7 separate regions of the Mus musculus genome follow, and all the other regions are linked to region 2. The links are chromatin contacts, called in public Hi-C, HiChIP or PLAC-seq, Micro-C and promoter capture Hi-C maps. All regions are on one chromosome and are shown on one strand. Each heading gives the region's core, a stretch centred on a gene start, on an enhancer-like site or on the middle of the called end of the contact. The rest is flanking DNA. Distances are from core to core; before and after follow the strand shown.

Evidence for each region. Promoter capture Hi-C pulls out the DNA fragments that hold promoters and counts their contacts. A called contact is a pair of places that touch in the nucleus more often than the background predicts. HiChIP or PLAC-seq counts read pairs in DNA pulled down with a chosen protein or histone mark.
Region 1: a Micro-C map of embryonic stem cells shows a contact between it and region 2, with 10 times the contacts expected there. The contact joins the promoter of Dsp here to the promoter of Tfap2a in region 2. A contact is called at or near these places in 6 of 39 promoter capture datasets (cranial neural crest, embryonic stem cells, frontonasal cranial neural crest and 3 more), 9 of 484 Hi-C or Micro-C datasets (LSK cells, cerebellum, cortical neurons and 1 more), 8 of 115 datasets of contacts at active chromatin or transcription factors (astrocytes, embryonic forebrain, embryonic hindbrain and 3 more) and 2 of 9 other capture datasets (adipose tissue and embryonic stem cells).
Region 3: a contact with region 2 is called in a promoter capture Hi-C map of embryonic stem cells, with 10 times the contacts expected there. The contact joins the promoter of Bmp6 here to the promoter of Tfap2a in region 2. A contact is called at or near these places in 3 of 39 promoter capture datasets (embryonic stem cells and hippocampal neurons), 8 of 484 Hi-C or Micro-C datasets (B cells, cortical neurons and embryonic stem cells), 8 of 115 datasets of contacts at active chromatin or transcription factors (astrocytes, embryonic forebrain, embryonic stem cells and 2 more) and 1 of 9 other capture datasets (embryonic stem cells).
Region 4: a contact with region 2 is called in a Hi-C map of CD8 T cells, with 3 times the contacts expected there. The contact joins the promoter of Txndc5 here to the promoter of Tfap2a in region 2. A contact is called at or near these places in 1 of 39 promoter capture datasets (embryonic stem cells), 1 of 484 Hi-C or Micro-C datasets (CD8 T cells), 5 of 115 datasets of contacts at active chromatin or transcription factors (acute myeloid leukemia, astrocytes, embryonic forebrain and 2 more) and 1 of 9 other capture datasets (adipose tissue).
Region 5: a contact with region 2 is called in a promoter capture Hi-C map of embryonic stem cells, with 3 times the contacts expected there. The contact joins the promoter of Riok1 here to the promoter of Tfap2a in region 2. A contact is called at or near these places in 2 of 39 promoter capture datasets (embryonic stem cells and hippocampal neurons), 2 of 115 datasets of contacts at active chromatin or transcription factors (astrocytes and large pre-B cells) and 1 of 9 other capture datasets (adipose tissue).
Region 6: an H3K4me3 HiChIP or PLAC-seq map of embryonic midbrain shows a contact between it and region 2, with 7 times the contacts expected there. The contact joins the promoter of Snrnp48 here to the promoter of Tfap2a in region 2. A contact is called at or near these places in 2 of 39 promoter capture datasets (hippocampal neurons and pre-B cells) and 2 of 115 datasets of contacts at active chromatin or transcription factors (astrocytes and embryonic midbrain).
Region 7: a contact with region 2 is called in a promoter capture Hi-C map of embryonic stem cells, with 6 times the contacts expected there. The contact joins the promoter of Ssr1 here to the promoter of Tfap2a in region 2. A contact is called at or near these places in 2 of 39 promoter capture datasets (embryonic stem cells and hippocampal neurons) and 2 of 115 datasets of contacts at active chromatin or transcription factors (astrocytes and pro-B cells).

What each region holds. Positions count from the first base shown.
Region 1 is chr13:38,149,867-38,152,954 of GRCm38.p6, forward strand. Dsp (desmoplakin) reads left to right here and starts at 1,428. Exons shown (of 24, transcript NM_023842.2): 1 at 1,428-1,928. The coding sequence starts at 1,723.
Region 2 is chr13:40,732,054-40,735,137 of GRCm38.p6, forward strand. It overlaps Tfap2a (transcription factor AP-2, alpha), which reads right to left and starts at 1,742. Exons shown (of 7, transcript NM_011547.5): 1 at 1,617-1,742. The coding sequence starts at 1,667. Gm26688 (predicted gene, 26688) reads left to right here. Exons shown (of 3, transcript NR_125899.1): 2 at 1,358-1,727; 3 at 1,969-3,084.
Region 3 is chr13:38,344,025-38,347,071 of GRCm38.p6, forward strand. Bmp6 (bone morphogenetic protein 6) reads left to right here and starts at 1,692. Exons shown (of 7, transcript NM_007556.3): 1 at 1,692-2,563. The coding sequence starts at 1,909. Gm47990 (a long non-coding RNA gene) reads left to right here. Exons shown (of 2, transcript XR_003950672.1): 2 at 1-99.
Region 4 is chr13:38,526,797-38,530,053 of GRCm38.p6, forward strand. It overlaps Txndc5 (thioredoxin domain containing 5), which reads right to left and starts at 1,688. Exons shown (of 10, transcript NM_145367.4): 1 at 1,392-1,688. The coding sequence starts at 1,612. Gm31834 (a long non-coding RNA gene) reads left to right here and starts at 1,107. Exons shown (of 2, transcript XR_382215.4): 1 at 1,107-3,166.
Region 5 is chr13:38,035,610-38,038,627 of GRCm38.p6, forward strand. Riok1 (RIO kinase 1) reads left to right here and starts at 1,380. Exons shown (of 17, transcript NM_024242.3): 1 at 1,380-1,922. The coding sequence starts at 1,852. It overlaps Cage1 (cancer antigen 1), which reads right to left and starts at 1,328. Exons shown (of 13, transcript NM_027724.2): 1 at 1,210-1,328.
Region 6 is chr13:38,203,040-38,206,372 of GRCm38.p6, forward strand. It overlaps Snrnp48 (small nuclear ribonucleoprotein 48 (U11/U12)), which reads left to right and starts at 1,900. Exons shown (of 9, transcript NM_026382.2): 1 at 1,900-2,089. The coding sequence starts at 1,934.
Region 7 is chr13:37,992,617-37,995,513 of GRCm38.p6, forward strand. Ssr1 (signal sequence receptor, alpha) reads right to left here and starts at 1,592. Exons shown (of 8, transcript NM_025965.4): 1 at 1,389-1,592. The coding sequence starts at 1,467.

The sequences.
Region 1 (3,088 bases), core at 178-2,677, 2.6 Mb before region 2:
AGGACCGTGGCTGTGCGTTAGTCATCGTTGTCTTGCACAGTCTGATACAGGCCCTTCCATACAGTGTGTTATAGTTATCCACTGGACAAACAAGATGCATAAGAAGGAAAACATTCCGAATCAAATTCCGTGCATTATTTGCTGACGACCCAAACGTCTTCCGGATACTATGGGTTGTTTGTGTGGAGGCTGACTTGCGGATACGGATTCTATTTCTAAACAAAGCACTTTTGTCTACAAGCTCTTTGGCCAGGTGAGTTTGTTGTTAGAAACGAGAGGAAATTGATGGTAGTCGAACAGTGGCAGATATGGGTGGTTGAGCTAACCGTGGTAAACTGTTATCTCACTGTGCGTTTGACTCCTTGGATTTAAGTCGGTCTGCTCTGGGCAATCAGGAAGCAAACGTGCAAGCAAGATCTGTTGTCAAAAATTGTGTCCAAAACTTGGAAGTGTCATTGCAGAATTAGATAGGGCACATATTTAGAAAACCTCCTCTTCTCCTTTACAGCATACCAATGTAGTTTGGTATTTAGTTTTTGGGCTGCTTTAACCAGCTCATGAACATTTGAGAAATACATTGTACAAACAGGAAAGCTAACAGACATTATTCAGGGAGACAAGAAATATTTATTACCAAGATCTTTAAGTGGTGTTTACTAGAGAGCATTTAACGCCACCCCAAGTTATCTAAACAGCTTTTAATGGCTAGTGTACAGGGGTCTGTATCTAAAGTCAGTTTATGGAGACTACGGTGTAAATTGCACTCATCTGCTAACTGGGAGTGGCTTTGGAACCAATCGGTGGAATGTGTTACTCATCTGGAACGGTATCTGTTCAGGCTTCATGGGAGCAGAAAGGGACCCAAGTTGGGGCTCAGGAGTCTACAGGGGACAAACGTGCTCATGATTCTTTTAGAGAAATGGAAAACCACGTCTTGTTTCTGTTTCAGGCAAAGTCCTGCTATGAAGCCCAGTCTAGCCTTGAACTAAGTCCCTCATGACAAAATATTTCTGGAGAAGCCCTTTTCGGGATTCTCTGTTAAATTATCTTTTACACAACAGAAATCGAACTCTTGGGGCTATTTAAATAGAAGCTGGCATGGTTTCCTGGGATAAGCAAAAAGTCAACATTTCACTAGAGTCGTCCCATGGAGTGACCCTCCCAAGCCACTTTATTTCCGCCTCTTGGGGGAGTAGGAAATCCTCCAAAGGTGTGCCACTGTGGCTCCTAGAGCCTGAAGCAAGTCCCGCGGGGTCGCAGCCCTCCGACGGGGATCCAGTCGCCAGGTCCCCGCCCCTCGCCTCTGCTCAGGCTTCGGTGGCGCAGGGCGGAGCCGCAGGTTGGGGAGGGCGGCCCCAGGCGTCGGTGACACGCGGGGGGGAGGGCGGGGGAGGCGAGGCAGCCGCACCTCGCCCTGGGAAGAAGCCGACCAGGTGTGGCCTGGGCGCCGGGTGCCAGCGGGGAGGAGACTCGCACCGCCTCGACCAACACCAACACCCAGGCGCGACCCAGCTCCTCTGAGCCCTCGCTGCCCTCCGAGCCACAGCTCCACTCCGGTTCCCGCGCCTAGCCAGTCGCCGTCCCCGTCTCCGCCCTGCTGGAGCGCTGAGCCCTCGCCAGTCCTCCGCGTTCCGCGCTCCTCTCCCGGAGTCCCTCGCGTGCTCCGAGGCGACGCCTCGCGTATGCCGCGGCGCTGAGCGGCTCTCTTGAGTGACCGCAGACATGAGCTGCAACGGCGGCTCCCACCCGCGGATCAACACGCTGGGTCGCATGACCCGCGCGGAGTCCGGCCCGGACCTGCGCTACGAGATGACCTACAGCGGTGGCGGCGGCGGGGGCGGCGGGGGCGGCGGCGGGGGCACCAGCAGGACGTTCTACTCCCACTCCCGGCGCTGCACCGTCAACGACCAGAACTCCGACGGCTACTGGTGGGTATCAGCCCGCCGCCACCTAGCTCAGTCCCAAATCTTGGGTCAGGTAGTGGCCCGCCTCCTGGGCCAACCAGGAAACCCAGGTCTAGGCCGAGGAAAGTGCTTTGCCCCGGGTCACGGAAGCGCAGGAACGGGTGTCCCTACGCCCAGCGCTAGCCAGTGAGAACAGGGAGCTTGGGTGTGTGCTGGGACCCAGGCGACAGTCCTACCGTGAGCCTACGCAGGGTCCCACGGTCCTCACCTCTCTTCTATCCTAGAAGCGGCTCTTTTCCACCTCCACTGTGTAGGGGAGCAATGGACGGCAGGGACGCAGGTCTCTCCTTGGTCGTACCCTCTTCCTCCCCACCCCCGGTTGTCCCTTGCAAAGTGGACCCAGCTGTGATTGCCTTTGTTCCAGACCGCAGGTGGGAGGTCGGGCTAGGCGGAGCTGCGGCCCCAAAACCCAGCTTTCAAACTAACGAAAAATAAAACTTGTGAAGGGGTGGAGTTCCCTTTGCTGCCCGGTGGCCTCGGAGGGACTCAGGACTTGCAACTCATGGTCACCCCAGGGCGACGGCGGCGGAGGCCCTTAGGTTATTGGCCACCCGAGGGTATCTGCATGGAAGTTACACCCTCCACGGAGCCTGAAAGTCCCCTGTCACGCAAATGGGTTCCTTTGTAGGGATAGCCTCTGGGCACGGGCTGCAAACTTGGTCTGTTCCGCTCGCTCCCCTTTCCCCACTCTGGCCACTTGGTCACCGGGATCGCACCGGAGGCTCCGCACCTTTAAAAAAAAATCAGCCTAGTCTCCTGGAGACTTTGTAATAATTGTGGCTCTGGGCTCAGTATTAGTCATCTCTTTGATCTGTATAAAATGGGCTCCAGCTCTGGCTGAGAGGGTGACCCTGGAGAAAGCACTGTGGCGCCCAGGATTAGGAGCTGCCGAGGAACCCACGGCACAAAGGGCTGGGTCCTCTTCCCGGGATAGTCGGGTAAATACAGCGAGGGAGTCACTGGTGGGTGGGAGAAGGTAATGAGCATCCTTTCACACGGTCCCCACAGCTGCTTTCTGCAAGCCCACGTGAGCCGTGAGACTTTTGCGACCCGCCCCTTCCCAGCCCTACCTCGGTCGCGCCTCTGGAGGCGGCCGCCCCACTACCTTAATACTTCGCAGCGCA
Region 2 (3,084 bases), core at 492-2,991:
ACGCTTCCACTCAGGGCGCTTGTACCCCGAACTGATTTCGGGGTTCCAAGAAAGTGAAAAAACCATCAGCTAGAGAAGGGAGCCCAGATCCCTAAGGGGGAAAAACTGCTCTTAAAGAGTCACAGTAGAACCTAGCCCTGCCGGCAAAAGTCACCCTTAGTCTAGAAAACAAAGCTGTCTGGTCCTACATGGGGTTCCTGGGCCCCTCTCGGCGCACCACAGGAGTCCCCAGAGAAGCAGGGATATTGGTAGGGATGCCTGTCACCTGGTGTCCCAGGTTGGGAGTGGAGAGGGATAAAGGGAAAGACGGAGAGGAGAAAGGCGAAAAAACCCAGCATTTTAAAAGAAAAGGGGGAGGGAGCGGGTGACACTTCCCTCACGTAAACCCAGTTTCTAATTTCGAGTGAAGTCAGAATTTTTGCCTCTGCGCGCCCGCGAGCAGACGTTTTAGCCGGAACCCCTAGCTCCAAATGCCGAAAGGGGGGGGGGGGGAAGAAAGAAAGACAGACAGACAGACAGACAGACAGACAGACAGACAGAAAGAAAGAAAGAAAGAAAGAGAGAACAGCGAAAGTCAAGGCTACTACAGATTTGGATAATCACGGGCTTCCCACCCCTCCGTCACACCACTCGCTGATCAGCCCCTTTCAGTGGGGTATGAAAAAAAAAAAACCCACACACACACAACAGGCTGAGGCCATCCCTCCCCCACCCCCCGCACAAGCCGTTGGTTCTTTTTTCATGCCTCCCTGACTGTCCCAAAAGTTATGCTCTGAGGCTCTGGGTTTTAAAATGGGTTCCCAAGGGACGGCCCTCTCTCTGATCCCAGCGGACTATCGGCAACTGGAGACGATCGGCTGTCGCCCCAGGATTTTCAGGGTCCCGCCGCTAAGCACTGGCAGGTAGAAGGGGGATCCCTCCCCCGTCCCCGACTCCCAGAGGCCGGTAACGCACCCACACCCAACCACCACCACGGGGTGTGTCCACCCCGAAGCTCGGCGGGAGAAACTCCTTAGAACTTCAAGGACTATAGCAGCTAAAGAGTGACACCAAGGGCTGACGTGTGGGCTCCCAAGCCGAACGTGCTTTACAGGTCAGGGCGAAGTGTGTGCGCCCTTCTCCAAATGCAAGAAGGGAACGTCTTTAGGGAGAAAGAAAAGAATGAATGAAAAAGGGGGTATTAATGTCAGGGAGGGAGTGAAAGGGGGGACATGGTTTTATTTTCTTCCTGCTACTGTAGGCACCCCCAGGATCTCGCTCAAACACACCAGAGTGCACAGGCACGTGCCCAGTTGCCAGCTTTTTTTTTTTTTTTTTTTTTTTTAAATCCAAGCTCTTCTCTTCCTTCCACTCTCAGGCAGAACCAAAAGTAACCAGGAGAAAAGGGGAAAGAGTGGAACACGAGCTTCGAAAGACAAAAGTGAAAGAACCGAGATCCATGTCCACTATCTCCAGCGTCTCCCCTGTGCTATTCGGGCGACATGGAGGGGTGGGAGCTGCGCGGGTGTTAAGTTTGTCCCACTCGCATTTCGCGTGGAGAGAAGGAGGAGGAGGAGAGGGAGGGTCGATCTCCAAGCCTGTGGCCGCAAGGATGACTGAGTCGGCGCCGCGCTTACCTCGCAGTCTTCGTACTTGATATTATCCGTCAGTTTCCAAAGCATTTTCATGGATCGGCGTGATCGGATTTGCCCCTCTGCGCCTCGCACCCCAGCGGAGCTACTCTCTGGGTTAGCGCAAAGTGCGGGCTGCGGGCGGTGAGCAAAAGAGGAGGAGGGGGGGAGGAGGAGAGGAGGGCGAGGAGGAGGAGAAGGGTAGGAAGGGGGAGGAGGAGGTGGAGGTAGAGGAGGAGGAGGGCCAGGAGAAGGGCGAGGAGGGAGGAGGAGAGAAGGGTTAGAGAGCTCCCGTGTGCGCTCGGAGATCTCCCTCTAATGGTAGAAACTTTTCCCTTTTCCTGCTCCTCGCGAACAGCCTAATCGCCTCATTAGCATATCAACAATAGTCCAATTGCTCGCCAGGACCACAATCTGCCGCCGGCCGCTCCGACCCAGGTATAAAGGCCTCTTCTAGCCGCTAACTTGCTCCTAGAGCACTTGCCTGCATGCCAGCCTGCAAGCCCAACAACTCTTCCTAGAGCTCCAGCACCCTCCCTGTTCGAGCGTCCCCTATCCCCAATTTCATCTCTTTCCCCTTCGCCTGTCTTCGGGTCCTGCTAGCCAAAGATGCTTTGGATAAAGCTCTGTACTACGCAGGGTACCAGCGGCGGCGCCTAGGGACCAACTTTTAGTACCCCACCTCCCACTCTTACTACAACCGCCACTATCTGCCTTTCGTCCCCGTCCGATTTTATTAGAAATCATTATCCCTTTCGCAATGAACCGTAGCCACCAAACCAGGACCAGCAAAGTCACTCCAAGAATTTTGCCCAACTAGAGATCGCCTCCGCTCACGGCTGTTACCCCCTCGGGCTGCAGCGCCCTGGGAGTTTTATTAGCTTTGCGCTCCCCCCTCCCCCCAGGTTGGAGATTCTGCCAGCCGGCTCCGGTGGCTCGGTTGGGGTTTGCGATCTCTTAATTGCTACGTGTAAAATAAAAGTTGTACCCTGAAGAGGTTACTCGACAGATCCGGGGGTTAAATGATTTTCCTCCGGTTTGTATGAAGCTGAATCGGACTGACTATTCATCCGGGCGTTTGGACTGTAAGGTTTCCCAGGTGCAACGTGGACAACAACACAGAATTCGGATGGGGATGCACAACCCCTTCTGGAGTGAGCCAAACCGCAGACCCATGAGCTCCTGCGACTCTCCATGCGGTGTCGTACATGCATCAAAATAAAACATTAGGAACCAACTCTTCCTGTGCAAATCGGCTCCAGTTTTCCCAAGATTCTCCTTTTTAATTAAAGAAGGACGCGACCCTTTATGACTTGATGTTACTAACGCCGGCGTTTTGGCGGCGCAATGGCCGGCTGGTGAAGAACCTGAAGGCAGGAGACACCCCTTCCCCAAGTTGGCCACTCCTGACTCCGCCCAGGGGCTTACTCACTCCACCGGGACCCTTCCTCCCTTACTGCAATTATTCTAAAGT
Region 3 (3,047 bases), core at 442-2,941, 2.4 Mb before region 2:
GTCCTGGACAGAAGAAACGGTGCACGCTTTTGATGTCTCTAGCATCCTAGCAACAATTATCTAAAATGTTTCAGACCCCATAAACCAATACTGAAAGTGGGTGGCTTATTTTCTTTCCTAATCCTTCCATTCTTGTCAGGTGAAAGACTCACATGTTTAAAGGGCATTTGCTTCTACCATCTAGAGATGAGTGGCCATTTGAGCCATGAATTGACATGTTTATTGGTAGAAGGCAGTGTTGGGAGTGGTCCCAGTTTGTTCAAGGATAGAAGCAACCTGTGTTGAGGGCCCTGTTTATTATCCTGGCTATTTTCTATACTTTCCAGGCTTCTGCCCTGGCTGAAGGCCATCTTTACCACCGTCTTTACGTTTTACCTGGAACGGTGTGTCTAATAATTGCATTTCAGCTCATTAAGATGCAATTGCCAACGGCAACTGCATTGAGAGACTAGCAAGAGGATGGGGAAGGCTTTCCTCGTAACACTAGCAGATCGTAACCCCTTTCGTTTGGGTTGTAGTTTAAGAACTCAAATGCAGCCCAAACGAAGAAATAAATTGAAATATCCGACTGGAAACCTCCAGGACTCTGGTTTGGCTTGTCCTGCCCTCTTTGCAGCTAGTGTGTGAGCAGCTTCCTCGCAGGGTGTGTCTTAACTTACAGCAGCTGCCTTTGAGAGCCACGTGTCTGCTAAACGCCTACATTCCATCAATAAGAGAAACTGAGCAGAGAAGGAGAAAACTGTCATACTATTTTCTCCTTCGGTAACGGCATGGATTAAATAGCTGTGTTTGCTTTTATTTAGCAGAGGAAGAAGAAAGTTTAGATCGGGGTCGTGATCGGATCTGTCTTCCTAGCAATGACCTCTTTGCCTTTCTTACCCGCCCAAGCAACTCCTGATGCCTCCAAGAATTCTGTGTGCTAGAAACCTACGCTCGCTAGGCAGAGGCAAGGCCCTGGGAGAAGGGAGGGTGAAAGAAGGGGGTGGGCCTATGTAAATAGCCCGCAAGAGTCACCTCTCCATTGGCTGGTAGCCTGTCCGTTACCGAGTAGGGCAGGGCGTTCCTGGGCTTGAGTGCGGTACCTGAGCGAGACGCGCAGCAGAAAGCCCACGTTGGCGGCGGCCGGGAGCGCAGTGCGCAGAGGCGGGAGACTGCGAATCCCCGAGCCGACGCCGCAGCCTGCGTTCCGAGTTCCGCTCCTCGTCTCTCTCATCGCCTCGGAGAGCGGGATCCTCCGGGCACCCGAGAGACTGCCGAGAGGAAAGCTAGATCGTGGCCGCCTCCACTTGGGGAGGCGCGCGGAGATTCCGAGGGGGAGAGACGGTGCCCGAAGGCGGAGGGGCGCTGAGTTTCGGACCAGAGGGAAGTTAAAACCGCGCGGAGAAAATTGGCTTTTTAGGACGCAGGGACGCCACAGCCTGGGACCCACAGGGGAGTAAACTTCACGACTGTCCTACAAGCCAGGAGAGGCGTGCGAGGGGATGGTGCCCGGCATCGCCTCCACCTCTTGATCTGTCGTCTCCGGCCCCCCTCGGCCAGCCGCCTCTGAGGGTTCAGGGCAGCGCACGTGTGCAGACTGCGAGTGACCGTGCCGTGACCCGCCCGGGGACGCCGGCTGCAGCGCAGTCCTGCCTAGGACACACCTGGCTCACTCAGCCCGTGCGCCTCCAGAGACCTGCGGGAGAGTGGAGGATCCTGGCCGTCGCCCCGTCGTCTCTTCTCCACCCGGGCTTCTGGGGGCGCCGCGGATGACCATGAGAGATAAGGACTGAGTGCCAGGACCGGGAAGAGAGCCCGCCGAGAGGTGGCGGGGGCTGCCCACTCCGAGGGCCACAGCCTCCGCGCTCCGGCCTCGCTCCGCCGCTCGACGCCTCGCGGGCCCCGCGGGGGCAGCCGGGCTGGGCGGCGATGCCCGGGCTGGGGCGGAGGGCGCAGTGGCTGTGCTGGTGGTGGGGGTTGCTGTGCAGCTGCGGCCCCCCGCCACTGCGGCCCCCTCTGCCGGTAGCCGCGGCCGCCGCCGGGGGGCAGCTGCTGGGAGCCGGCGGGAGCCCGGTGCGCGCTGAGCAGCCACCGCCACAGTCCTCTTCTTCGGGCTTCCTCTATCGGCGGCTCAAGACCCACGAGAAGCGGGAGATGCAAAAGGAGATCCTGTCGGTGCTGGGGCTCCCGCACAGGCCGCGGCCCCTGCACGGTCTCCAGCAGCCTCAGCCCCCGGTGCTCCCGCCACAGCAGCAGCAGCAGCAGCAGCAGCAGCAGACGGCCCGCGAGGAGCCCCCTCCAGGGCGGCTGAAGTCCGCTCCACTCTTCATGCTGGATCTCTACAACGCCCTGTCCAATGACGACGAAGAGGATGGGGCATCGGAGGGTGTGGGGCAAGAGCCTGGGTCCCACGGAGGGGCCAGCTCGTCCCAGCTCAGGCAGCCGTCTCCCGGCGCTGCACACTCCTTGAACCGCAAGAGTCTCCTGGCCCCGGGACCCGGTGGCGGTGCGTCCCCACTGACTAGCGCGCAGGACAGCGCTTTCCTCAACGACGCGGACATGGTCATGAGCTTTGTGAACCTGGGTAAGGATTTTGGGGGTAGCATCGCGCGGAGGGTAGATCCCTCCTTTGCAGTCTCCTGGGCTCAGGTGGTGGGAAGAGGTGGAGGAGCGCGCGCGTGCGCGCGCGGCGGGGATGTGGGACAGCTGGTGCTCCGGACACCTGCGCGGCCGAGTGCTCGCCTGCGCTCCGCTGCAATGGGAGGAGCTGGAACACGCAGAGGTGCCCGCAGAGGTTGTCTTTTTCGGGGAACATGGGGCACTTTTCCCTGTATTCTTATTTCTGACGAGCTCGGGCCACTTCAACGCAAATGAGTTTGGCCAAGGTTCCTAAGAATAAGGTCCTCTGCACTCTTTCCCCTCTGAACTGTCCTCCATTGCCCCCTGGACGTTCGGAGTGCCGCTTTACCCATAGTGACCGTCAGGGAATCCCCCAGCAGTTGAGAACTCCGAGAACCTGATCTGAATGCTTTAGAGAGATTCACAGGTGTTGAGGAAGGAGGGCTTCG
Region 4 (3,257 bases), core at 438-2,937, 2.2 Mb before region 2:
AAAAAAAAAGAATCTGTGGTGTATACCCCAACTGGCCAAGACTAGCTGGTTATTCATTGCATATATTCTAAACTTAAAACTCCATCAGCACTCCAGAGAACCTAACCCTGCCTGCATGTCAACTTTTCTCATAAAACTAAAAACCCTTAGATTTATTCCACCGAAATCAACTCCAATTAAGTCCTGTGGTGTACTTAACTGGAATCACTACTTTGAGACGACTTGTGCACAGAGTAACTATTAACGCGACTGACTGTGGCAGACTCCCAGTCTTTTTCTTTCAATGGTAGTTCTACAGACTCAAGTGGCTGTTCTTGGGAATGTAAAACAGTGTATCCCATTCCTGCATTCTTAACTGATAATGGCTGTGAGCCAAAATGATCCCCTCCCCCACAAAGTTAATTTAACACTAAACGAATTGAAATGCAGTAATAGCCCGCTCTAGGGTTATGGGCAAAGTTTCTCCCACTTTAGAAAAATACAATCACTGACTACATTGGATTCCACAGGCACATTTTTCTTAACTGCTTAACCCCCTGTCCTTAATGAGTCCCTACTGAGCTAGAGGAAGAGTACTTTGCTCAGCAATAAACACAGCCAGAACATCCCACATCTCAAGAGCCTGTGCTCTAAATACCGCTTTCTGCTGTGGACCGGAGAACTTCTTTCTCTGAGCATCTAGGCCCCAGTAGCAAAGCACTGCTATGTCTAGACTAATTCTTGGGGTAGTGAGGTGCACCAGGAAGCCCCAACCGAAGAATGGAAGCCTGAAGTTATGACTTTTAGGAAGAACAGTTCGACCTCACACTTTCCAAATGACCGGGCCCCAAATGAGAACAGGAGGTGAAAGAGTTAAAGGCCTTGAGAATACAGCTCACATCCACTCCAGCGTGCAGCGGAGACTCCAAAACTGGCACCTCGCTGGACTCCAGGGGCCGGGGAAGTCTCAGTTCCCGACCTAGGCTATCTTTTCCTACCCTCGACACACAAAGTGGGCAATCACATCTTGAGGGGGCCTTAGATTTCCAATCCAACCCAATATTGATGGGCCAGCAGGAAGAACCCTTCAGGATAGGGCACGTGGACGCCGGGCTCCCGCCGCGTCCGGCCAGCACAGGAAGTTTGGGGAGCTGGGCAGGGGACAGAAGCGGGGGATGCCTGGACTCCAGCAGTGTGGCGGGGTGGAGAGGCTTTTCCGGGTCTCCCCTCGGGGCCCGCCCTTCCTAGCTCGCAGGCCGGCGGCTAGCGCCACGTCAGCGGCGAGGCCCGAGCGCGGCCCACGCCCCCGGCGCAGCCTGCGCGGCCTCGCGCCCTCTCCCCGGTCCCCGGCTCCAGGTCCCTGGTCCCCGGTCCCAGATCGGGCTCCGCCGGCCTGCTGGAGCTGCAGTTACCAGGGCGCGAAGAACATGACGAAGTGCGCGGCGCTCTGGATCCCGTGCGTGAACATGTCGGCCGTATACAGGTGCTTGGCGTGCGGGTCCTGCTCGACCCCGCTGTCCGCTTCCACCTCCTGGGCCCGGGCGCCTTTGCGCGCCCCGAGCAGCAGCAGGAGCGTGGCCAGGGCCGGCAGCCCGGCCAGCGGCTGGAGGAGGCGTCCTGGGCGCGGGGGCATCGTGGCGGGGCTGGCGAGCTCTCGCTCGTGCCGCGGGTCCCCTCCGCGGCGCCGCTCCCGCCCCGGCTCCTCCCACGACCGCAGAGCCACGCCTCAATCACGCCCCCGCTCGCAGAGCCACGCCCCCTGTCCCGCCGGCTCACCTAGCAACTTGCTGTCTTCTGCTGAAAGCCACCAGGAAGAGGTCGCTTAGGTCCTGGGGTCCTTGTGCAGCACCTCCAGCGCTATCTCAGTCCGGTTCCCTTCCATCCCGCTGAGCTCATTCTCCTTCCCAAGCTCCTCATCAGCCTTTCCCTGCTAGGGACGAAGAGGCCAAGCTGCCAAGCTATGGAACAGTGGCAGCTTCTGTTGATAACTAATCAGACACCAAGAGACCCGAGAGTTTAGGACCAAGCTGAGCTGCTGTCAGCAGAAAGGAGGAAATCAGGCAAACGTGTGTGGGGTTTGCTCTTGCATAAGTCAGATTCTTAGCCAAAGCTCAACTGTGATTTGAGGGCCTGGCCTCAGGGGGTGTGATGAAACCACTTCCCAAGAGCACCTCCTCTGTTATCCTGCCCTGCCTTCACTTTGAAAAGGAAAGGCAGTCAAAGTGGCCCTTCCTTCAGGCCCTGGCTAGTGCCCTGTGTGCCCTAACTCACCCTGGATAGGAAAATGAATGGCAACAGCTGTTCTGGGTGAGAGCTAACGCCTGGGCTGGGGCGCATGGACCCACGCCAACTCTTGAACTTTAAGTCGGGTGGCAATCTAAGCTCCCTGCCCTGCCTTGAAAACCTGGAGCTAAGTTAGGGAGAACGAAACAACCACTAGACACTTGAGAGAGGTCCTAGAGCTATGCTCTGTACCGATGAAAAGGAAGCTGGCATCATAAGACATATATATGGTGATCTTTTATTGGGAAAAAGCAACGGGCATAGTAAGAAGAGTACATGGCCATCTTGTATTGGACTTCTGAGCAACACTTCTGAAAATCACCTGATCTTTATTAGCCTCAGCCTCCCTAAACCAAAAGCCTGGGTTAGCAACAGTTGGGGGTGGTGGTAAAGGGAGGGGCAGGGAAACTCACATCATCTGTAACTATTCTCATGTTAGGTTCGTCCACCTGTAAATGTTTAACCATGGTTTTCCAAACACCAAACTGCAGCATCTCTTGCTTGCCCCCTCTCTCCCTTTGTGCCCTCACATTCTGAGTAAGCACAGTTCAGCCAAACGCTTCTTCCGGCTTTCCTAACCTGAACAGACCTAAACTTGCCCATCGCAGGAGAAGTTCTATGAGCATCCTTTGCCCACGTGATTTTGACTATGGCAATTTGTTGCTCCAACTTGAACCAGCACACCAACTCTGCCCAGTAGCCTTGGCATACAGACTAAAATAGAAATCCCTGATGCTGTCCTTGAAGGCCTCCTGTGATGTGCTCTGCCATGCCTCGTGTCCTGTGAGGCTTGCTGGTGACCAGAAATCCAAGAACTCTTGCCATGTCATCTGTACTGTCAAGGTCAAAGCTTTATGCTCCTCAATACTTCTCTCACTTCATTGCTAAGACATCGCAACAGAAGGTACTATGTTTATAATATCAACTCCTTTTTCACCTGCCCAAAGCTGTGTGGTTCCAGATCCCTTTGGGGGTCAAATATCAGCTATTAACAT
Region 5 (3,018 bases), core at 130-2,629, 2.7 Mb before region 2:
ATTTCAGGCAGTTTGCTGCTGTGAGTTGGTATAGTGGTGAGAACAGTGAAAGCTGTGTGAAGTTATCATGGGTGAATATTGCCCGAAATTTGTCAGATTCACCCCACCGTTTAAATTATGAATCAAGTTTTGGGTGTGGAGAATTTATCATGACTCTCCCCACCCCATTATGGGGCCATGATCTTTAGTTAAGAAACTCTGGTCTACACAGTTAAAACACAGGCTGAAAATACCCCCCATTCTAGTGGCATATTATCAGATTGTCTCAGTCTATCCTTAGTACCTGTCTGCCTGGATGACTTTGTTAGATTACTTATTTACTGAAGACGTTTTCAAATCGATGTCATCATTTGGTAAACTGTAAAAAACCAAGTAGGCTAAGGAAGCTAGGCAGGGCTGCTGGAGGACTCAACCTTGGGCTCACCTTTCCCGTCCTGCAAATAAACACTACCTGTTCGATGACAGGGATGTGTTAGTGCCTTAAATCACTTTCCAAACGCAAAATGTTTCTTTTCCATGGGCCTGTGACTTGCAACTACACTTTAAAAAATGTATGTGCCTGTTTAGTATACCCGTGCCATGTGTGTGTAGGATCCTCTGGAACCGGAATTATAGTAGTTGTGACTGGCCCAACCAGGTGCTGAACCAAGCCACCACCACCCAGGCTTGGTTAGCCATTCTACCTAAATCCATTGTTTGTTTGTTTGTTTTTTTTTTTCTTTTCTTTTTCTTCTTCTTCGAGGAAACAGGGTCTCTCTGTGTAGCCCCTCCTGTCAACAGGTTGGCCTCAAACTCAAGAGATCCGCCTGCCTCTGCCTCCCAAGGGATGGGATTAAAGGCGTGTGCCACCACCGCTCGGCTTGAGTTAAAACCGTTTGAAGATAATGAGGGCTTGTGAGATGGCTGAACAGGAAAAAGCGCGGACGACCAGAGTTCGGTTCCCGGAGCCCAAGGTGGAAGGAGTAAGCCCTCAAGTTATTCTCTGAACTTCACTCACGGAGCACGCATACACAAGCGCGCGCTAGATAATACTTAACATTTTAACATTTAATAAAGGCAGAAAGAGGTGTCACAAGAGTTCCTGCCAAACGCAAAAAAAAACCTTGAACTTCCCAACTTAAAAAAAAAAAAACAACAAAAACCAACCACTTGTATCATTGCATCTCAAAACAACGCACCAACGTTTCTAGAGAGCAAAAGTGTGCTCACTTCCATGATCCATCGAGCTTCTGTGACTCAGGCTAAGGATTCCGGGTTTCCTCCCGGCACACCGGCTCCGCGGGAGGGAGAACACCTTCCAACCGTCCCCACCGAGGGCACCAACTGGTGCGTCGCAGGGCGCTCGAACGCCCCAGTGTGACGTCCTCCGGACCGCACCTGGGTCCAGAGGAAGAAGGTCAGAGGACGCAAGTCTTCAGGAGCAGCCGGAGGAAAAAAAAAACAGGCTGACTTCCTATGACCGTAAACGCCATGGTGGAGCAAGAACGAAAGGCTGGGGAGCAACAAGAGCTACACATCCCACGCTACAAACAACGCACCACGCCCACTTCACATCGCGGATTGGTCTTTCCCGGCCACCGTCACGCGCATGCTCCCTGAGGGCACTAGGGTTTGGAGAGGCCCTGCTGGTGGCATACTTCCGGCGTTGCACTTCCGGCCTGTTGGTGGCCGCGTTTGCCGAAACCCTGTATCCTGACACCCCGGTGGCGCCTGGTCGTTGCCTTCTTGGGCCTGGCGGTTGCCGAGGGATTTGAGGGGCGGGAATCGCGGAGACGCGTTTGGATCCTCTAGGTGGGAAGCAGGCTCTTCCGATCGCGGCCTCAGGGGCGCCGAAGGCTCACACCCCTAGCCATGGACTGCAGTCTGGACAGGATGGCTTCGGTGGTCCCCGGGCAATTTGACGACGCGGATTCCTCAGACAGGTAGGCGGCCGGTGGTGACACAGGGACTCCTCCGATTCCGCCAGCTCCACATTGGGCTCGGGGAGCTGACAGCTGACGGCTTTGGATTTTTCTCGGGGTGAGCAGCTTGTGAAAGCTACCTACCTGTCAGTGGGTCCCGGGACGTTTAGCAGAGAAGCAAGAGTTGGGGACCACTGAGGAAGGTGGGCCTTTTTTTTTTCCTTTCTTTTCTTCATACAGGCTTCCATACACAGTGAGCAAAAGTTTTACCTCTGCGAGTATGATGAACAAGACAAATCAAGTCACTACTGTCTTTTTGGAAAGGAGGGCAAACCAAGAGGCTAGCACCTACAGCGTAGCGGAGAGAATTGAGGCAAAAAAGGGAGGCCAGCCAGGTCGAGCCTTCCAAGTGACTGTGAGGAGTTAAGATCCTGTTCAGGTCTTACAGGCCAGAGGAGGGCTTTTGCAGCGACAGAGCATCCGTCATTTGATTTATGAATTAAAGGAACTGGTGAGTCATGTAGAAGATGTTCGTAGAGAGGAGTGGAGCAGAGAATCAGTAAATAAATAAATAACCAGCTTCAAACCGGATGGCTCCTAGAGCTGCTGTCGTAGAACGACTTCGAGGTAGCAGTGTTGAGGTTTTGTGGTGAAATTGGATGTGAGGTCCAAAAGCAAGCAGTGACGGAAAACTTCCCGTTCAAAAGAAAAGAGAATTTACACATAGCCATTTTGAAACAACAAAGAGTTTTGCGTACCTTATAGTCAGGAAGATTTTATTCATCAATTGTGAGCGGTTGTGATAAGTATATATATTGACCACTCTGTGTGTCAGATCGAGTGGTAGGGAAATATTGGTGACTACCGTTTTGATTGCCACAGGGGTTGGCCTCTGCTAGGGGAGATAGATATTCACACGAGGTAAATTATTTGAATTAAAATTGGTGAATAGTACAAAGGAAAAAAATGAGTGATCAATAACATATGGTAAATAGAGGGTAAGTAGGGCTTAGCCGGAGATGTTGGAGATTTCCAGCCTTCCACTGAGGAATGGGCACATCATCTCAGAGAAATCCTTACGGAAGCGTTTAAGTGGGAAGAAGGGACAAGCTTACTT
Region 6 (3,333 bases), core at 650-3,149, 2.5 Mb before region 2:
GGATGGAAGAAGATGACTTCCACTGGCCAAATTCAGACAAATTTGGATAGTAACAGGAACTATTATGATAATGAAATAATAATGCTCAATTTTAAAACTTAATTCATTTCCCCTCCCCCTCCCCCCAGCCTCAGCACCCCCACCCCCACCTATGAATTAAGTTTTAAGATGTGAACAGAACACTATACTATGGTGGTTAGTGTTAACTGTGAAGCTGACAAAATCTAGAATCGCCTGAGTTGGGCCTCTGAGTATGCCTGTGACAATAGTGTTTTTTTCATGTGATTTTTATTATGAACATGTAGCGTGTGTCTTTATTAGCAATGACCTTTCTTTAGATAAGCACGCCGTGATCATCCATAAGGTTTCTGCTTCTGACACACTTGTTATTAAATTGGTTATTTGACACAACCACATGGTGAGTTCCAGGATGACTCATAAACCTGCTTTTGATAATTTTATTATAAACAAAAATGTTTATATTTGGTTTTTATTGAATTGAGCTTATCTATATCAAATTCCCCTTTTAGAAAAATGACTGCATAGCTAACTGCTACTCTGGCAACAGGCATCCATGTGGTACACAGACATATATGCAAAATATCATAAAATGCACTTTTTACATGAAAAATATTCAAGACAGCATGTTACTACCTGAGAGTTACAGTATTCTATGTTGTTAACAGGATGCTTTACAAACTGTTAAACTGTCACTGAACTAACATTTAGTCTCAGTGAATACAGTGTGGCCAATGACCACCTAGTGATTTCGAATTCAGGACCACCACTCTCAGGAGGAGAAGCCAAATGTAACTCAGACAGGAATTTGGTCTCTTAGATACCCCAGCACAGTCTCTCTCTCTCTCTCTCTCTCTCACACACACACACACAACAGGGTTTCTCTGTATATCCCTGGCTGTCCTGGAACTCACTTTAGACCAGGCTGGCCTCGAACTCAGAAATCTGCCTCCCAAGTGTCTGCCTTCCAAGTGCTGGCCAAGAGCCTGGCTCTCTCTCTTCCTTCCTTCCTTTCTTTCAAAGATTTATTTATTTATTATATGTAAGTACACTGTAGCTGTCTTCAGACACACCAGAAGAGGGCATCAGATCTCATTACGGGTGGTTGTGAGCCACCATGTGGTTGCTGGGATTTGAACTTCGGACCTTCGGAAGAGCAGTCGGGTGCTCTTACCCACTGAGCCATCTCACCAGCCCTCTTCCTTTCTTTCTTAAAGATATATCTATCTATCTATTTATCTAATGTATAGGAGTACACTGTAGCTGTCTTCAGACACACCAGAAGAGGGTATCAGATCCCATTTTAGATGGTTGTGAGCCACCTTGTGGTTCCTGGGAACTGAACTCAGGACACCTCTGGAAGAGCAGTCAATGCTCTTAACCAGTCCTGTTCTAAATTAAGAAATAATAACCAATTATAGCCAATTGGTTAAAACATAATAAATTGCTTTAAAAAGAATTTGAAGAGCCGTTTCAGGAATTTTCTGTTTGATCATGCATTGTGATTATGTAGGAAAATGTTCTGAGGATGTGCATAATAGCATTTGGGATAAAGAATCTAGAAGTAATTGTAAGAGGGAAAACGCTAATGAGCTGGAGAAAGGCTACACTGACACTTTCTGTGTTGTTCTTTAAACTTTCCTGCCGATATAAATAATTTCTCCTAAAAACATCGAAGGAGCAGCGGAATGATGCTCAAAGCTGGGACGCAAGTTCTAACCTGCTACGCAAACTAAACCCAGAAGAGCGTGGAAACACCTTTCAAAACTACCGCTTCCGCCCTGCCCGTCGGCTCTTCCCGATAGGCTGGCGCCATCCCGGGGCCCCGCCCACGGCTCCCAGAAGCCCGTGCGCGCCCAGAAGCTCGTGCGCGCCCAGCAGTTCCGCCTCTTCCTGCCTGAGGTGAGCTGCCATCATGGAGACCGAACCTCCTCCTCTGGAAGAGCGGCGTCGGCTCCAGGAGGAGCTGAGCGAGTTTGTGGAGAGCTGCTGCCGGACGCTGGAGGAGGTGACGGCGTCCCTGGGATGGAGCCTGGATCAGCTGGACCCCGGGGACGAGGCGGAGGCCGAGGTGAGGGGCGAGGTTGCCCGGCCTTTCCCGGGCCGCTGACTTCTCGCCGTGGGAAAGGCGCCCGGGGAGCCCACTTCTCTCCATCCCGGTGCGATGCAGGGGAGGACAGGGCTCGTCCGGTGCATATCCCGGGGGCGCTGCTGCTGAGGTTGGCGATTTGCTTCGTCATGATATAAGGATTCTGCATTGCGTTAGATTCAGTGTTCACTTTTCTCTATCTTAAACCCGGACGCTTCCCACTCGGACAGGACCGATTGTGGGACGATTAAAGGGCGCCACCAAGGAATGGTAGCTAGTAGCGGACCCCTAAGGAGTGTATTAGAGTGAATTATCCTGACTTATTTAATAGGTGCAGGATAGAGGGAATTTGCGTTGCGCGGTGATTTCTTATACCCTCTTCATTTACTATGATGCAGTAACAAGGTTTAAGTCATATGTCGATGGAAATATTTAAGATATATGCAATTTACGTACAAGCTAATCACCATTGTCTTAAAATTGAAGTGGAAATTGGAAAGAAAAAAAACCCTTCATTGTACCTTTACAAGTATATTTGGAGTTGTGAATTAACCAATATAGTTCATGGCTTAAAGCCTAGTAACGATGCTGTAAAAATGGATTTGGGGGACAACTGAAAAAGTTTGAGGTATGAATTGATAATTTTATGAAATTTCCAGACCATTGAGAATGGAGGGCCCCACCACTCCTTCATTTATTATCGAGATATTAGACAACATCGTGATATTAACACTTAACACGTTCTAAATGGCACTGCGTTACTTCATTTAAAATTCGTATCCCAAGGAGGCTAGAATAATTGGCAGCATTTTACAAATGAAGAAACAAAAACATCCCAGTGGGATTGGCAACTGGGACTTGCAGGCCTTCTGATTTCTGAGGTGTATTTTGCTTAACCGCTATATGAAAGTCCATTGTAAAACTCCCAGATTATCCAGTAAACCGTGAAGTACATGATTATCTGATACTCACTGTTGTAACTGGCTTAAAAAATCTGGTAAATGACATTGATAGTTTTGAGACTAGTCCAGATAATTAATCAATTTCCATGTTTCATGTGCACTTGTAGAGTTTGTCATGGTAACAGTGGGGGGAGGGGTAAAGAAATGACAGCTGTTATTGTGTGGCAAAGTCTGTAATGGGGGGAGTTGAAATTTTTGTAGTACTGGTTATTATAGACTATGATGGGTCAGAAAAAGCATCTAGAAAAGTATATTCTTTAAAAT
Region 7 (2,897 bases), core at 342-2,841, 2.7 Mb before region 2:
TAAAATATCAAAAAAAATAAGGGCTAATCATAATGCTAATTTATAAATCAGAGACTTGTTGACAAAGCTTTCTCAAAAACCACACAACATCACTTTCAGGCAAAACTCTACAAAGCCCTTTAAAGTTCAAGCAGTTCTTATTACCACTTCTCGGGGAGCGATGATGTGGCAATCCAGCAGCGAGGGAAAATGTGGGAACAGCCACATGTGCAAAGCCCAAGAGAAAACACTATCTTTAAAACCATGATTTTTTTAAGTCTTTTTACTTTCCCGAGTTAAAACAGTTCATTCATAGTTTACAGGTAATTTATCAAAAGCCAGATTTAAAGAAAGAAAGAAAACCCCAATGGTCTAAGGTTGTAGTGTGCATATGTGCCTTGCATGCCTGGCACGATGGAAGCCCTGGGTTCATCCCCACCACTTCATCCACGGGGTGTGGTGACACCCTGAAACCCAGCACCCCAGAGGTACAGGCACAAGGATCATAAGTTCAAGGACGTGCTAGCTAGGGCACCAACTTACAACGCAGCCAGGGTTACCTACATGAGACTCGGTCTCAACATCTGTCTTATGTCCCCACCACCACACTCCCAAGCCAAAATCCCTAACAGCTATAATTCAAAGTCATACTAGTTACTAAGTAGAAGCCAAGCACTTCTGTGTGCTTGGCCAAAGAGTTCATAACATGGCTCGTTATTTCTCATGCCCTGGGCCACAGAAACTTAGAGAAAGAAAAGGAATTCTTTCTGGTGACCACTCAAACTAGTTGTTTTTATAAACTAGCAAAATTAATGGACATGGCGGGCAAGGGGGAACAAGTTTCTACGTTTTTACATTCTGCCAAGTTTTTAGCCCAGGTCAATCGTTGGAAAGAATAAACTTACAAAGCTCGAAATAACTTTTTCGCAGCATATTTTCAACCAGCAAAAACTGGCTGGAAAAGGGAGGGGAGGGGAGAGAAATTAGAAAAGGAAGGAGGAGGCCATCCGGCCATACTCTACGGTAGCGGCTGACAAGCAGCCGGAGGAAGGGGACGGATTTGGACACCGAGCCTCGCGGTCCACACAGACCGCGATGGGCGAGCGAGGGGGCCGGGCGAACACGATCCACGCGCCGAGGAGAAGAATCTACAGTGGGCGAATGAATGGAGGCGCGCCGGCGTGTGGCTAGCGACACGTCAGCGCAGAGCTTGGGGACGGGCGGCCCGCGGCGAGCGCGGGCGGAGAAGCGAGGCCGACCCTGGCGTGGGTCCTGCGGACCGCGGGCTTCGGGCCCGCGCTCGCTGAGGACGCCGAGCTGCGGGGGGTCCCGGGGCGGGGGATAGCATGGCCCACGAGAGCCGGGCCGGGGGTCGGCCGCGGTCCCCAACCCAGCCCCGCGTCTCTCACCTCCGGGGCCGCCTCGGAGCAGCACGGCGGCGGGAAAGGCCAGCAGGAACAGCAGCAGCAGGCGGGGGAGGAGTCTCATGGTACGGCCGGTCAGCGTCCGGTGCGGGTCCGCTAGGGCTCTCGGAGGCTCTGGCGGTAATGGCGTTACTCTTCATCCGGGCCGCGGTGGAGGGGCGGGGCACGCACGCACGCGCGCCATCCGTCGCCCCTCCCCGCCACCGTCGACGTGGCCTCTAAGCGCCCAGGGGCGGGGCCTGCGGGCCGGGAGATCACGTGGCCGGCGGTGGCGGGGACCAGGGGAGCCTACGGGCTCCCGCGAGAGCCTAGCTGAGCAGGCTTATCTCTTCCAGATGCTTAGCATCGCTTTGTCCCCCGTTGCTTTGAGGGGCCAAGGAGTGGAAACTTCCCGCATGTGTGGCAGTTGAAAGACAGAAAGTAAAGGATATGGATAACGACAAAATAAATAAATAAAAATAAAAAGCCGAAAGTGATGTCTCACATTGTAACCCCAGAGTTTGAGAGATGGAGGCAGGAGGATTGCAGCGAGCTGGAGACCAGCCTGGGCTATGTAGCGAGTTCGGGGCAAGACTGGGCTACAGAGTTAATACCTTGTCACAAAATTCTACCCCCCCTGCAATAAACAATCGGAGTTCTGGAGTTTTATTCTTTTAAATTTGACTGTCTCTCTGGTGTATAATTGCCAGTGCACAGATAGATGTAAAGGTCAGTCAAAGGACAACTTCTAGGGAACTGATTCTCTCCACATTTTAGATGGGTTCTGGGCTTGAACTCTGATCATTAGAGGTTCAGTTCTGTAATTTTTCTTAACAACCCAAACTTAGCAATTACCTAGCCTTTCTGCAGTTTCTACGCCAAAGATCTCACTTCTGGCATATTTCTGGCAACTTCAGCTGGTCAGTGTGAAACACTCGGGATGTAGTGGCTGCGCTGAGAACCTCCAGCCACAATCCTGATTCAGGGACTGTCTTGGTTACTTTTCTGTTGCTGTGAAGAGATACCATTACCAAGGCAACTTATAAAAGAAAGTGTTTGATTTGTAGGCTTGTTTACAGTCTCAGAGGGTGAGTTCCTGACCATCGCATCAGAGAGAATGGGAGCAGGCAGGCAGTGCTAACGTGGAAGCTGAGAGCTTATATGTTCAGCCCCAAAGGACAAGGCAGAGAGGTAAGTCCAATGGTACGGACTTTTGAAACCTCAAAGCCCACACCCAACAATGCACCTCCTCACATAAGTCCTTACCAAACAGTTCCACCAACTGGGATGTAACATTCAAACACAAGCCTACTGGGGCAGTTCTCATTCAAACCACTACACAGGTTAAGCAGCCACCAGGATCATTGGAGCCTCTGAGCCACAGAGGGACAAATAAACTCCCCTCAGAATTGTTGAAGATGACTGAAGTGGAAGTCACAGACCATATCTCAACTTAATTAACCCCAGTAGGTTCAGATCAGATGAACACATGTCTGACCTGAACAGGGGAAAGAG